Regions from separate parts of the Ovis aries genome. Here region 1 is linked to region 2. The links are chromatin contacts, called in public Hi-C maps. All regions are on one chromosome and are shown on one strand. The core of a region is the stretch at or near the end of the contact, and the rest is flanking DNA. Distances in the headings are between cores, read along the strand shown.

Region 1 (4,533 bases), core at 644-3,143, 210 kb after region 2:
GTGCAAAAAAATAGTTTCGCTAAAAACTTATTTTCCAATCATTTCTTTTCACTGATTTAAATCTAATTTCAATAGTCCAAATCTGAACAAATTTGTACAAAAAGGCTACCATTCATTGACCACTAGTGGTTAAGTACTTCACAAACATTACCTATGATCCTTGCTTGAAACAGTTTGTAAGACTGCTTCCATGCCTGCCTATTACAGATGAAGAAAGATGTTTTGAACAAACCTGATCTGGGCAATGCTAAACACCATAAGTGGTTCGGTAGGCGTTTGAATCTTAGCCTGAGGGTCCAATCTACCACCTTTCCAGGAGCTACTCTGGCAATGAGTTTCTTGTTATTTCTGACCTACAAGCCTCTTAAATGCTGAAGAAAAATGTACTTCAAGGGCTAAGATTTTAAACCATATTACTATCTGGTTACTACAGATTTTCAGATAACTACCTACTTATTAATGAAAAAACATCAACCAAATCTTCCACCTACTTCTGTTTTGACTATGCTAAGGCCTTTCACTGTGTGGATCACAACAAACTGTGGAAAGTTCTTAAAGAGATGGGAATACCAGACCACCTGACCTGCCTCCTGAGAAATATGTATGTAGGTGAAGAAGCAACAGTTATACTTGGACATGGAACAACAGGCTGGTTCCAAATTGGGAAAGGAGTACGTCAAGGCTGTATATTGTCACCCTGCTTATTTAATTTTTATGCAGAATACATCATGAGAAATGCCAGACTGGATGAAGCACAAGCTGGAATCAAGATTTCCAGAAGTATCAGTAACCTCAGATATGCAGATGACACGTCTGGCAGAAAGTGTAGAACTAAAGAGCCTCTTGATGAAAGTGAAAGAGGAGAGTGAAAAAGTTGGCTTAAAGCTCAACATTCAGAAAATGAAGATCATGGCATCTGGTCCCATCACTTCATGGGAAATAGTTGGGGAAACAATGGAAAGTGTCAGACTTTATTTTTTTGGGCTCCAAAATCACTGTAGCTGGTGACTGCAGCCATGAAATTAAAAGAAGATTGCTCCTTAGAAGAAAAATTATGACCAACCTAGACAGCATATTAAAAAGCAGAGACATTACTTTGCCTACAAAGGTCCATCTAGTCAAGGATACGGTTTTTCCAGTAGTCAGGTATGGATGTGAGAGTTGGACTATTAGGAAAGCTGAGCGCAGAATTGATGCTTTTGAATTATGGTGTTGGAGAAGACTCTTGAGAGTCCCTTGGACTGCAAGGAGATCCAACCAGTCCATCCTAAAGGAAATTAGTCCTGAATATTCATTCATTAGAAGGACTGATGCTGAAACACCAATACTTTGGCCACCTGACGCGAAGAACTGACTCACTAGAAAAGACCCTGATGCTGGGAAAGATTGAAGGCAGAAGGGGACAACAGAGGATGAGATGTTTGGATGGCATCACGAACTCAATGGACATGAGTGTGAGTAAACTCCGGGAGTTGGTGATGGACAGGGAAGCCTGGCGTGCTGCTGTCTATGGGCTCCCAAAGAGTCAGACACGACTAAGCGACTGAAACGAATTCAAAGCTTCCACCTTTCAGTTATTGCCTCCCGCGATAAACAGTACTTAGCATCAAGAATTTTCACAACTGGCGGCAGACTGGGAAGAAACCGACGCTAGAAAAGGACGCACAAACCCGTAACTTCTGAGAAAAAACGCTTTGCGTACGGTTTCAACGTTTAACAGAAATAAGACCGCGCCATAGAGAACGTAAGGCTGCCAACACGCCGTAAACACAGAAGCTAAACCACCCCCTCACTTCCGGAATGCATCGGCGCAGCGGATATACGTCATCGCGGGGAGCCAGGACTTCCGCCCTGCGCGACGCATTAAACGGCATCCGGGAAGCTCCATTTCCCGTGCATTTACGCCTGAGCTTGAGGAGACTGGAGTTTTCGGAGGAAGTTTTTCTGGCAATTAAATCTTGCCTGCGCCGGCCCCTCACCTTGGTCGTCCGTTAAGAGTGCTAACGTTTGGGCCAGAGCGCTGGAGGAGACGAGGACTTGCCCCTCAGCGTCGCCAGTTTTCTCCGGTCCTGTTTTTCTTCCGCAAGGCCGTGTCAGTTTTTGGAAACTGCCCGTTTCGCCGGAGTCGGTTTTTCCTGGACAGCTGCGGGCTCTTAATTTTCCGTCTTTCTGAGTAGAAGCTGAGAGGGCTCTTCCTGGGCTCCGGGCGGCGGTGCAGCCGGGCGGGGAAGACTTGGAGTGAGAAGCCGCCCGCGACGCCGAGGACACAGCTCCCTCATGGGAGTCCAGGGGCTCTGGAAGCTGTTGGAGTGCTCCGGGCGGCAGATCAGCCCGGAGACGCTGGAGGGGAAGATCCTTGCCGTGGGTATCCTTTACACTGGGGATGCTCGGTGGACGCCAGGGTTGTTTTTTTTTTTTATTTTTTTAATCGAAAGATAACTGCTTTACAGAATTGTGTTTTCTGTCAGACATCAACGTGAGACGCCAGGGCTTTTTGCTCTCAGTTTTGCTGGGGCGCAGAGCGGCGTTGGAGGAGCAGCCCAGGGGAGTCTCAGGCCGGGGAGGAGTAGCTATAGGATCTTCCTCAGGACGCTTCCTTTCTAAGTGTCTCATTTTCTTCCGCTTTGCAGTCACAGCTCCCTGGATTGGAGTCTTAGGCCCAACGCTCTGCGCCTCTCTCCAGTTCTTTCATCTGGGAAGTGGAGGTGATAACAGTCTCTACACACAGAGTTGGTGGGAGGAATAAAGGGAATATTTAAATGAAAGGAGTTTAGAATTAGTGTCTGGCACTGTTAATATTGCAAATCCTGAAGGTGTTATTCTGGCTGGGAGGTCAGCCTAGAGAAAATGAAGTCGACTTCCTACCAGTAGTTTTGCCAGCCGTCCTGAGTCTTGCCCGTTTATATTTGTGAGAGGAAGAAAAACGTTGTGGTCATGTGTTTTACGTTTTCTTTTTTTAAAGTAGCTTTTACTTTTTTTTTTTTTTTTGGTTACTGTTTTTGGAATAGGAAATTCGTATGGTACAACACCGCAAAGATTTCAAAAGGTGTACCGTGCGTTATTTTCCTCGTTTGTGTGCGTGTTTGGCTGGTTTTGTCTTTAGAATTAGATGTTGTTTCCTAATTACAGAAACAAGTGAAAGCTGTTTCTGAAGTTTTAGTGTTTTTATTCGTTAGGCATTCTTCATCATCTTTCTGTTTTTATCTTTCTTTTCTTTTTCTGAGTGTCTGTTCTGTTCCAGAAGCTGGTGGTACCTTCCACCAGTTCCCTAAGTTGGGCGTATGAGCCTAGGAGCTCCATGCTTTGTGGAGAAGACAGTCCTGCAGTAATTGCTGTGGTAAATGCGCTGTCAGGGGTTGGGGATTCAGCAGGAGGAGCCATTCATTGACTTTGGTTGGAGACAATTCATATGTAATGGAACAGTGATAATTTTTTTTTGGTAAGGCAAGATGATGATAATGATTACACGTTTTTTGCAATGTGGTTAATTTAAAACACATCCGTAATGAATGGTGGGTTAAAAGTTTTGTGCCTGATACCTTGTGGCAGAGGTTTGTGTTGTTTTTTTTTTTTTTGAAGCACATGTGCTGTGGCCGCCCTCTAGTGGTTCCTTAAACCATTGCTTCCTGAAGGTTTTCTCCATGGAACTGTTAATATCTATCCATAGGAATGAAAGCAGTATCCAGTGTCAGGAACCCTTAAAACGTCAGCAAAAGTTTGAATCAGTTTACATTCCAGCCCATGTGAGAAATTAATAATTTGTAAAATGTATTCAGGTTTTTTGGTTTTATTTGTTAATGAAGAAATTACCCTTGGCATACTAGGTTCATAATTTATTCTTGAATCCCTGAAATAAATTGTTTGGTCTTTTTACCATTTCCAGCTGAGTGTCTTGTTTATTTATACAGTATAAATGTTTGTGTCAAATAATAAAGAATTAATAATTAAACTTTTGTCTTTTATGGACCTTACTTAAAAGTAAAATACACTTAACTCTATTATTAACAAAATATTACACTCTGTGTAGGCCCCACCTGCAATGTGGGGGCCTGGGTTTGATTCCTGCGTTGGGAAGATCCTCTGGAGGAGGGCATGGCAACACATTCCAGTATCCTTGCCTGGAAAATCCCTGTGGACAGAGGAGCCTGGTGGTCTTCAGTCCATGGGGCGGCACAGAGTCAGACATGCCTGAGCGACTAAGCACAGCATGTTTAATAGCCTGTGTTTCAGAAGGTTCATATCTAGTTCCAAAGGATAGCAGAGTTGAGAGCTCCCGATCTGAAATTAGATTTCCCATTCCCTGGTGGCTCAGATCGCAAAGAATCTGCCTGCAGTCCTAGAGACTCAGGTTCAGTTCCTTTGTTGGGAAGATCCCCTGAAGAAGGGAATGGCTACCCACTCCAGTATTCTTGCCTGGAGAAATCTATGGACAGAGGAGCCAGTCCATGAGGTAGCAAAGGGTCCAACACGACTGGGTGACTTAACGCTTCATAAAATTGAATGAGTTAGGTAGAAACTTTTTCCATCTAATAC
Region 2 (4,524 bases), core at 983-3,482:
GGTGACACTCCAGCAGAGCTCGACTGGTGTGGTAATCAGAGACAGGCAGAATAGAGATCCAGCTTTTTCATCAATTCATTTTGTAACCCGTGGCAGTCAGTAAACCTGTCTATCTTTGCTCTTCATCTGTAAAATGAAACGACTGGACAACAGTTGAACAGTTGAACCTGGAAGCTATTCCATCCACTCTGTCACTATATGTTTTTGTTGAATGTCTTCTGAGTTTGTCCTTCTCTTTTCTCCCTCAATCACTGTAAGTCCTTTTTGAGGTAACATAAACACAGTTGGGAGTAGGAAGGAAAACTGGTAACTATCCTGTTTCCTCTTCACTAAAGAGAACGTGCTTCTCTAAGACTTACGGAGTAGAATGAACGGGCAAGTAATCAATTCAAAGAAACTGCACAGCCTTTACGGTAATTTTTGAGACTTCATGGAGAATCCCCTAATCCTGTGAAGTGGAGACTGGTGTACATAGGATTTCCCTTGACACCATGCATTCATAACCTGGAGTCCATGATAGAATCTGAGGGGTTCAAAAACTTGAGTAGAAAAAGATAAATACAGCTTAACTTCAACTAAACTTTTAATTAAGTATTTCCTTCAATTATAGATGTAGGTAATAACCGGAGTGGTATTAGCATTACCGTTTGTTCCTGTGTCACCCGTAAAAATCAGCTTCTTGTCATAGTACAGGTCTCAAAATATCATTTATGCTCTTTACTATTGTGCAATTACGGGCACTTATTAGATTTGGCACTAGCTCCTGTTTACTTTACGCAAAGAAGCGTATGTGTAACTACATACACACATGTACAAAACTATTTCTGTATAACAAAGTTGGTTTTCATATTTTGATAGCTATTTCAACATCATTTCTTCTGTAATCCTCTATATTTTATGAGTTTAAAATTGTTCTGAGAAGCTGACCTTAAGGCTGACCAGACTGCCAAAAGCATCCATCCTTGGCACATCCTCACAAAGACTGAGATTACCCTGGCATGAATACAGACAGAAAAATCATTAACGGGCCACTGGGGCAGCATGGAGCAATTGATAGCAGCCACTCTTAATCTGGAAAACTGCCAATTATGGCTCTATCAGGGTTTCCCTGGTGGCTCAGATGGTAAAGAAATCGCCTTCAATGCAGGAGACCCAGATTCGATGCCTGGGTCGGGGAAGATCCCCCCTGGAGAAGGGAATGGCAACCAACTCCAGTATTCTTGCCTGGAGAATTCCATGCACAGAGGAGCCCAGCAGGCTAGATCCAGTCCAAGGTTCGCAAAGAGTGGACAAGACTGAGTGACTTTCACTTTCAGCTGAGTGACGAACCCTGAGGATCAACCAGGAACACCAACTTAAAGAGAGAGTCGGGGCCGGCTGGGCGTTGGGGGGGGTGGGTAAGAAAAAGAAAAAAAAAAAAATGTTTTTCAGAAATCCCGGAAGCCCAGGGTAAGACAAGAGGATAGGAGGGGCCCACTTCGGGATGCCACTTTGTTACTGGCTACCGAGGGCGATGGAATCGCCAGCAACCCGCTTCCTGTTGACTGCAGACTGCAGCCCTGGCCCGTGCCCACTACCACCATCACCATCCTTCAAAGGGACACACCTTCGAGACAGGGGAACACCAGCCCGACACCACTGAATCAAAGAGCTCCCAACCAGAAAAATCACTCCCACTCTCCCAAATAAAAAAATTGATCTCTTGGCTTTTCGCCAATATCCGACACACCTAAGGGGTTTAAGCGAGCTCGCGTGGGCTCCCTTTGCTCCGGGTCCACCCGGGGGGTTCCGCCGCAGCTGACCGCAAAGTTTCATTCATCCACACCTGCATGTTCAGAAACCGTCGACTGTCAGAAGGGGGCTTCCCGCTTCTCCAGAAGGCAAGCCCCTACTTAGCCCCCACTTCCTTCTCTGTCCCCGCGGTGGGGCGGGGATACGCGGACGCTCTGCTTAGAAGCCGACTCACCCTCTAAAAAAAAAAATCCCCGCCCCGTGCGTCTCTCTGGTTTAAGGACCCCCCCGCCCCCGCGAGGGCTCCGGCCCCCCGAACCCCTCCGGCCACGCCTCAGGCTCCGCCCCCTTCTCTGCGGCCCCGGGTACCTCTCGGGCTCGGCTTCCGGAGAGCGGCGCCGTCGGCTCTGACGTAGCGGCGCGGGATTGGCCGGTCCTCCTTGGCGGCTCGGCTATTGGCCGGAGGCTGGCCCCGCCCATCCCGTCCGCACCTCCCCTCCTAACCCAGGCCCGCGGCCGCCCGGGTTGTCCTCGCGCCGCCGCTTGTCCGCGCGCAGCCCGGCCGTTTGCCTCCCCGCCACCCTGCAGCCTGCGTCCATGGCCACCGCAGCGACCGAGGAGCCCTTCCCTTTCCACGGCCTCCTCCCGAAGAAGGAGACCGGGGCCGCGGCCTTCCTGTGCCGCTACCCGGAGTATGACGGGCGAGGGGTGCTCATCGCCGTCCTGGACACGGGGGTCGACCCCGGTGCCCCGGGCATGCAGGTGCGGCTGCCGCCGAGGGCCCCAGCGCGGGGATCGGGGACGGCGGGGGGACGCGGGCCTCGGAGCCCCGCTGTGCCACCGAGAGCGAGCTGGGCGCCGGGAGGAAGCCTTGGGCTGGGAGGCACGGGGCCCGGGGCGCCCGGGCCGGGCCCCGATGCCGGCCCAGACAAAGCAGCGGGGCCCGGCGCTGTCGTTCGGGGCGCCGATCGCCGACCCCCACCCCCGGGAATCCCCTTTCAGCCTGGGCGCCGCCAGGCCCCGGGGCCGGCGGGCTCCCTCCTGCCCAGCCCAGCGCCCTCCTCCGCCGCCGCGGCTGCCTCGTGGACCCAAGCGGCCAGTGCCCGTTATTTACCATTTTATTATCCTGGGGAGGGTGGTGTGGTGCTGGTGGGGAGGCTACAGAGAAGGGGCAAATCAGAACTTTAAGTGTTTTTTTTTTTTTTTTCCTGTGTTTTCTTACTGTCGTTCGGGTGATTTGATTTGGGGTGGAATGTTGTTTTTTTTTTTTAATCTCGAAACAACGAAAGCCTCCGGTTTCAAGAAGATAGTCAACTTCCGGAATTGTTTCCTCCGGTAGTTTTCTGTGTGCTATTTTTAAACCCTCTTCTGCAGTGTACTAGTTTAGGGTCAGCTGAAACGCAGGGCTTATTAGGCTTTTACGTAGAGAAGAAGCCAATTGAGTTTGTTGTTGGTTTTTTTGTGTTTTTTTTTTTTTGCGAACTCTTCCAGGGTGCATTCAATTATGCTTGCTTTTTTTAATATTTTTCAACCTCAAAATGTAAGACCACGTACTTTGTGATTTTTTAAAAGACGACTTTGTTTGACCTTTGGAATCGCTGAATCAAGGTACCCTTGTGAAAAAGGTAATTTTTTTAAAAACGTTGTATCTCCGTTGAAAGCCTTCTGATTAAAGTTTTCAAAGTTTGGCTTTTGTAAATTTAGCCTTAGACTTGCAGGGAAACCGAGTAGTCAGCAGAACCTCAGCGTTGCTCAAGGTCCCATCTCTTGGACGTCTAACGGGGCTGATTGCTGATCTCTTTCCGTGTCAACCCTTCACCTGTATGGCTTAAAACCCTGAAGTTGAGGAATTCTCTCATGCCTCTGCCCTCTCAAATCCTTGATTGTGTTCTCTTATAAGCGAGATAGCAAGCGTTTGGGAAGTTAGGATGTAATTCAAGGGGAAGAGGAAACAGGTCGACTCTGTAGAGAGTCCCCCCGCGGGGTATCTTGCTTCCTCCCCTTAATTTTTGAGCAGCGGTCTGGAGTGCCAGTCACCTGCTTCTGGCCCTGCCGGGCAGCTCTGGAGCCTCAGAAGAGAAGCAGGTGACACCTTCCTCCTGCGCTGGAGTGGTCCAGTTGTGTTAATAACTACGGAGACTCAGAGCAGTGCCAGCCATCACCTCCTTGAGACTTTATTCCCTGGTAGTAATGGTTTCCATTCCGGGGTGGTGTGTGTGTTTCCTTTTTATAGGGATAAGTGGGAGGAGAACAGCTGGAGGACATGGTTCACTGGCTCTTTTGTCAGGATAATAAGGGGATCGGAAGAGTTTGGAGGAGTACTGTCTGGGGAAAAGACGCTTTTGTAGAATCTCCCAGACCTGCTCATCCCGTCCTTCCGTTCTCTTTGTAAAGTATAGACAGTGACTCTCATCCCACCTCGCTGCTCTGAAAATTGAGACAGTTAGTTACCTGTGACTGTTTAAAGAGCTCAGGAAAAGCGCTCAAGAGACTCATGTTTTTAAGCAAGGCTTAAATAACCTTGAGGGAGTTTATGCTGGATCTTAAACCACCAGCTGTCTGAAGGATAAATGTACGTTAGGTGTGTGTATCCTCAGTTGCTTCAGTTGTGTCCAGCTCTTTATGACCCCAGGGAGCCCGCCAGGCTCCTCTGTCCATGGGAGTCTCCAGCCAAGAATATTGGAGTGGGTTACCATACCCTCCTCCAGGAGATCTTCTCGACCCAGGGATCGAACCCTCATCTCTTACCTGTCCTGTTGTGGCAGGCAGGTTCTTTACCACTAGCACCACCTG

The links. Hi-C and Micro-C count contacts between places; a contact is called where the count stands out from the background.
Region 1: a contact with region 2 is called in a Hi-C map of hypothalamus, with 4 times the contacts expected there. The contact joins the promoter of ERCC5 here to the promoter of TPP2 in region 2. A contact is called at or near these places in 10 of 16 Hi-C or Micro-C datasets (blood, hypothalamus, liver and 5 more).

The regions. Positions count from the first base shown.
Region 1 is chr10:78,415,538-78,420,070 of ARS-UI_Ramb_v3.0, forward strand. It overlaps ERCC5 (ERCC excision repair 5, endonuclease), which reads left to right and starts at 1,894. Exons shown (of 14, transcript XM_060394213.1): 1 at 1,894-2,365. The coding sequence starts at 2,278.
Region 2 is chr10:78,205,021-78,209,544 of ARS-UI_Ramb_v3.0, forward strand. TPP2 (tripeptidyl peptidase 2) reads left to right here and starts at 2,233. Exons shown (of 28, transcript XM_042255043.2): 1 at 2,233-2,493. The coding sequence starts at 2,329. LOC121820468 (a long non-coding RNA gene) reads right to left here and starts at 2,088. Exons shown (of 2, transcript XR_006061018.2): 1 at 1,730-2,088; 2 at 1-1,377.